Regions from separate parts of the Xenopus laevis genome. Here region 1 is linked to region 2. A link is a contact called in public Hi-C data. All regions are on one chromosome and are shown on one strand. Each heading gives the region's core, a stretch centred on a gene start, on an enhancer-like site or on the middle of the called end of the contact. The rest is flanking DNA. Distances are from core to core; before and after follow the strand shown.

What was found. A called contact is a pair of places that touch in the nucleus more often than the background predicts.
Region 1: a Hi-C map of the XTC cell line shows a contact between it and region 2, with 3 times the contacts expected there. The contact joins the enhancer-like site here to the promoter of foxp3.S in region 2.

What each region holds. Positions count from the first base shown.
Region 1 is chr8S:34,790,986-34,794,228 of Xenopus_laevis_v10.1, forward strand. It overlaps sema3fl.S (semaphorin 3F like S homeolog), which reads left to right. Exons shown (of 18, transcript NM_001086479.1): 15 at 483-640; 16 at 935-1,002; 17 at 1,084-1,217; 18 at 1,556-2,295. The coding sequence ends at 1,801. It overlaps kdm5c.S (lysine-specific demethylase 5C), which reads right to left. Exons shown (of 27, transcript XM_018232730.2): 27 at 2,924-3,243. Among protein-coding and RNA genes, the nearest start is that of kdm5c.S, 27 kb to the right of the region's middle. Within about 2 kb of position 1,821, at least 1 of the 7 cell types and tissues checked has an H3K27ac peak or open chromatin away from gene starts, as enhancers often do.
Region 2 is chr8S:34,669,837-34,673,058 of Xenopus_laevis_v10.1, forward strand. foxp3.S (forkhead box protein P3) reads right to left here and starts at 1,664. Exons shown (of 5, transcript XM_041574667.1): 1 at 1,467-1,664. The coding sequence starts at 1,664.

The sequences.
Region 1 (3,243 bases), core at 571-3,070, 120 kb after region 2:
AAAGGGGGAGAAAGGTTATTTTATATTTTCCCTAATAGCTTAGCAGGAAGTAAGCACAAGTGAAGGGGGAAGTAGAAGGGACAGGGGTAAGTGAGTCGTGGGCAGGAGATGTCCATTGCAACGTAAAGTACATTTGTCCATTGTTAGCAAAGTACATTTACCAATGGAATATTCCATGTATTCCATTCTGTGCTACAAAGCATCCTGGGTTAGAGAGAGATCAATCGGGTCTGGCAGCAAAGTGGAATGCTTAGAAATGAGATAAGCTTCCATTCCTTTCTCTTTAGCTCACCACAATGACATGAGAGCGCCGTTTAGAGTGTGCAAACAATGTTCCTTTATTGGCATATTAATATGTATGGCAGCTCACATTTGCCTTTACACATCCATCCTGCATTAAATCCAGCATCACATCGCCATCTAGTGGCCAGAAAGAGATTTTTTTGGTTTTAATCTTCTTGACATCAGTGTCTTATTTCCAGCACCAGCTCTATGTCTCGTCAGATGTTGGGGTCACTCAACTGTCTCTTCATCGATGCGGTCGTTATGGAGATTCCTGTGCAGACTGCTGCCTCGCCCGGGACCCATATTGTGCTTGGGATGGAAAGGGCTGTGTGCGGTACACCCCTTCACCCAGCAGGTAAGTAACCCTTCATTTGGGATAGGCATCTACTGCTCCTACCAGATTGGGAGTATATGGAGCATATAGTCTACACTTCACTTGTGAGTGGGGCCTGTTTTTTTGGAGTCTGCTCAGTAGTTACTTTTTGGGGCATATTGATTAACGCTGGAGACAAACATCACCTGTGATGTTGCCCATAGCAACCAATCAGCTCTTTGCTTTTGTTTTCTAAACCTAATTGGTGGATAATTCCTACCCAACTACTAGTTCTTGTTAAATATTTTTTGCCCTAACCTGGTGCCGTGTGCGCAGAAGGAGTCGGCGACAGGACGTTAAACATGGAGACCCGCTAAGGCAATGCAGAGGATACAATACACAAGGTAATGATGATTTGGGATGATAACAGCTGCAGTTGGTCTCGCTTTGCCAGAGAGTAACACCCGTTTGTGTTCTGTCTCAAGTGGACCGAGGAATTTTAGAGCGGCTGCAGATCGGTGTTGAAGGAGGCAGCGTGTTCCTCCAGTGCGATACTCACTCTCCACTCGAGAGTGTCACTTGGTTGCTGCAGAGAGAGGACTCCCAGCATCGGAGAGAGGCAAGTGAAATATGTATTTATCCCTTTTTAGAGCCACAGCTGATGGGGAGATTTGTCGCCACAGTAAATTTAGGCTATTGCAACAAATCACCCAAAAACGCTTCTCCACCTGCAATAAAACCTACACCACTTGAAGTCACCATAAGTTTCCTTACGAGGCAACTTTGTAAAAACAGAGGGACACGTAGGTTTTCAATTATTGCCGGTGGAGAAGCGTTTCCGGGAGATCTGGCGTCCACAGTAGAGCAAATTTATTGCAGGAGACCAATCTCCCCGTGGGCCATTATCCTTACCTGCTGCAAATAATCAACCAAGTGATTTTATCTGTTCCGTTCCAGGTGCGACTGACGAGCATCGATGGAGGTGCAGTGCTACGCTCTGTACATGCCAGCGACGCAGGGGTCTATACCTGCACGGGCACGGAGAATGGTTTCCGGCGGTCACGTGGCAAAATACGGCTCAATGTTTTGCCTCGGGACTTACTAGAAAAGCTAACAGCGGTGCCAACCCTTGCTCCAATGCCAGCACAGTGCCTGCCCCCACGCAGACCAAGACCACGGCCATCTCAGACAGAGCGTAACTGACAGTGTGGTGCCTGGCAAACAAAACAAAGAGGGCTGGTCAGTGGCGATTCCAGGCCCCCTCTCAGTCATCACTCAAGGGACTCCATAGTACAGGAGAATGTGGGTGAGGTGACACCCAAGCTCAATAGCAGTTGGGCTGGCACAGAAGTGGTTCAAGCAGCAGCAGCGCCACCATGTGTTGAGGTGATAGTATTAGTAAGACATTCCAGAGAACTGTATGCGTGTGTAGAGAGGGATGCAGTGTGATCTGTTTCATATTAATTTATAACTTGCTGGATACCGGACTCAAGCAGCAGTGGCATCTCCCACAATCCCCCTTTCATTTGTGCTTTGTGCTACCGGACTGCTTCTCCACAGCTGCCACTGCCAAGGGGGGGGCGGGGGGGTTTCCTATTCCAACCAGAGGGACACGGAATCTGCCCGGTTACTGAATGAATAATTAGCACACGTAACTTTTTAACTCATTCTAATTAAGAAATGAAGTCTATTTTGTATCCGTGTTCTGCGTGTGGTTTCCTGGGGCTTGGCCAAGCAAAGAGCCAGGTGCAGGTAGGAACACCTTTACTTTGCAGTTGGCCGACTCAACCAATAGCAGCACACAAAACAGGTATTGCATCTACTGCCTGTTTTCTTACTCCAAACCAGCTTGTAGATCAGTTTTTTGTGTAAAGTGACAGTTTGGTGTTAGGGCAGGATCTGCTCAGTGGTGCAAACTCTTTCCCCAGAGGCACACGCACAGGTGCTGCATTTACTTCTCCTACAGGCTAGACAATGTGGATCATTAGGTGATGGGTATTGACTGCTGTTATATGGGAAGGACCAATATGGCAGCAACAAAAACTATGGGGTAGTTTCCTTGCACTGTTCTGCCTAGTACACTGATAAGAATCTTGGTGCATATTAAACCAGGTACTGATCAGATGCACAGGGACATTAGGCAGGAGTGGAATGCTTTATTCCTTTATACAGAAGCTGCCATGTTTGTTGGCTGTTGCAAACGGCATCAGTAAAGATCAGGAAAACATGGCAGCTCCCAATTGTAGCCTGCAGCAATACAGATGCCCACGGCTGGACAAACTGGCACCTCAGTGTCACACTACAATGGAAAAACAAGAGAGGCACTTTCAAAAAACCTCTACGTTTATTTCTACCTGTCAGAAAAAAGAACCCTCCAGCTCGGAGTTAATGACATTTTTTGTACATTTTTTTTAAAAAAACCTTTTTTTTTAAACAAAGTGTTCCGAACAAAGTGAACATGTGACTTGGGTTGGGGTGCGGAGAACCTGAATAAGGGGAGACAGAGGGAAGGGCTGGGGCAATTCGTGAGAGTCCGATAATGAGAAGGGAATAAATAAACTAAACATGTCCCACCATAACCATTGCTACCCCCATAACCTCGTCTTCACTCGCTATGGCACTGGGGGATGCCCAAATGCTGGTAC
Region 2 (3,222 bases), core at 414-2,913:
GGGGGTTCAATGTTAACCAACAGTGGACTTTAACTCCCAGCATCCTCTGACAGTCAGTGGCTTTCCAGGTGATGCTAGTACAGTAGATCAAGTATGATGGAAGTTCCTTAAACATAAGGGTTTGACCAAGGGTAACGCTGAGCATACTGTCATGTCTCAGCAGTTTATTGGACTAATGACTATGGTTATAGGTTATAATGGGCTTTCGACAAGACATTCGACGGCAGACGGCACTTCTGAAAAAAGAGGGTTTATTGGAAATCCTGCTGGAATACACCTAACGCGTTTCGGGAGTTATCCCTTAATCATAGGTTCAAAATTCATTTGTTACAGCTGGGCTTCTTATACACTAGGTAATAGTGCCCTCCAGTGGGCTCTTAGTAAAGTTACACCTTTATTACAATCAATTAAAAAGTGAAACAAAATGAAACAGTATATAACATTAAAACATTTTTCTTTCCTTATTTTAGGAACAATAAACTTGATTTAAAAACCAAACAAACTGTCATTGTGGTCTTTGTAGCTAGGGCGGTATGAGTAACCTGTCTCTCTAGTCTATATTGATTTTCCCAAGAGGAAAGGAAGAGGAGGGGGGGAGGGGGTTTTTTAATTTCTAATGTAACTGGAGAAAAAGCTACTAAAGTGGCCTATCATATCCATTTAACCATACTAGGCTTTCATCGTTAGAGCCTAGGGTAACTTCCCTAATATAGATAGCTAATATCATGCCTATAGTTCAGGCCCTTTGGGATCCTTGTATCCAATTTGAGGATCCAGAAGGCCTCTCTGAGATTTAGTCTATGGGTAATGTCGCCCCCTCTGATAGGGACCCGTACTTTCTCAATCACTTTCACCCTTAGGTCTTTCAGACCATTGGGTGTACATATCCTAAAATGTCTACCAACCGGGGTATTTTCCTCCCTATTGGAAATGCTTCTGATATGTTCCCTGATCCTCTCCTTCAGCATGCGGGATGTACGACCCACATACTGCTTATTGCAATAACCACACTCAAGTAGGTAAACTACATTTCTGGTGTTACAATTATAGAACGCAGTGTTCTTAAAAACATGCCCTGATGTATTAGATCTGAACTCGGACCCGATAGAAATTACTTGACACGTTTTACATGTGTTGGCCCCACATTTGTATGTCCCTTTAACTTTTAGCCAGTTATCAGCCACATTGGGTGAAACCGATGAGACCAAGCTCGGTGCCAGCATATTTCCTAAAGTTGGGGCCTTTTTTGGGACATATTTAATCTCCGTTTTGGCCAGAATTTCGGACATTTTTGCATCACCATTCAGTATAGGTAAGTATTTTTTGATGATCTTACAAATCTGGCCATATTCCTCACTGAATTCGGTTACAAAAAACATTTTTTGTTTATCTAGCCTGATTGATTCAACGTGGTCTTGGGTCAAACGTCTTGTGTCATTTTTCTCTCTCTTCAATACAGGTGCTACTCTGGCTTTTTCGTATGCACTTCTGATAAGGTGTTTAGGATATCCTCTATCCTCTAATCTTTGTCCCAAGTGCTGAGATTGGAGATCAAATGTAGCATCTTTCCCGGAGCCAACAGCCGTCTGAAGCAAGGTATCGTATTTAAATACCAATACGGCATAATGTGGCTGGGGGAACACGAACACTAAGTCTGTCGGCATTGACTCCACATCGATACTGATTATTTCAGAACTGTGCGGCGGCGTCCAGGGTCAATGGAGACGCCAGCCATTCAGTAATATATGCTGGGGGTCAAGGCGGACTTACTCTGGGGGTCACTTTGAGGGAACTCTGAGTTTGTTACATAATTAACGGAAGGCTGAAAAAATACATAATTAACGGAAAGCTGAAAAAATAGAACCTATTTGAAGTTTTTCTGGTTTGAATGGGAACACAGTGAATTTCTCCCTTCAAGGCCTTCCCTCATGGGTGCCCCATTGAGTTATTTTGCTTCACTAAAAGATTAATACATCACAATGTCTGTTTAATAATCTTGCACTGCCTTGATTATATACATTGTTCAAAATCTTGGAGCGCTAAACATCTAAGGGAATCATTTTCTCTCCCCTCTCCTGCTTGGGTTTTATTGGATTTTAAAACGTTATTATTTTTGTGTGTCGCCTATTTAAAAACTTTTTTCAAATTTTGAACAAATGGCGAACAACCAACCTGCTGAAGTTTTAATACCAAACAAACTGTATGCCCTTGAGAAATTGGAGGACAGGGTGTCACGTTTCAACCAGCTTGAAACAGCATTTAACAATGATGACTTTGACGAAAATGTTGATGACACTATTTCAGAAATTTATAAAAATCTAGAAAAATATATGTCACAAGAATTGCTATTGTGTTGGGACATTGTAACATTGGAGAAGTATCTGGCTTTGAATAGAATACCGAGAGGCCTAAGGATTAGGAAGTTTCCTACGTTTGCCAGAGATGATGAGGGGTTTGTGAACAAATGGAATGATATTCTGTCAAGGTGCTCCTTCGAATTGATAACACTGATTATTGACCATAAGAAGAAAGATTTAATTGACACGAGGGAGAACATAAATGAATCTCAACTCCTTCTGTCCAGTATGGAAAAACTACCAGATTTGGGGGAGCTAGATAGGAACCTAAAGGAACACCTCTCACATCTGGAACAAACGGTGAGCACACGAAAGAAGCGGAAACTGAACAGAGACCGAATAGATTACGAGAACAACATGGTATATGTATGGAAAAGACCAAAATCCATCTTAAGACCAAAAGGCTACCAGCGTGATCGTACCAAATCGGTATCCTTTTCTAGCGATTCAGGTGAAGAAACCTCCTTTTGCACTGATGACTTAACATCCCTACGACAAAATAGGCGCACACCCACTGTGGCGGATTTAGAAGAAAGAGAGCCAAAGGAAGATGTCAGGAAGCCAAAAAACTATCATGGCCAGGATCATTATACCAACCGGAAAAAACAGGAAAAAACAGATTGGAACAGAAAGAACGACAAATCAGGAAGAAGACAAGAAGAGGGGGGAAACGGTTCCGGGGAAAGACCCTACAAATTACGGACCAACCCCAAGAAGAAGGACCGAACCTCTTGAACGTTGTGAACTTATCCTCCATTACCCTGTCTCCTGCTGAGACCTCAGTACTGAGTAAAGGGCTATCTTTTGCCCCCACCCATCACTTTAACTTGTTTAACACTTTATTAGATGTGAATAAGTTTGTCCG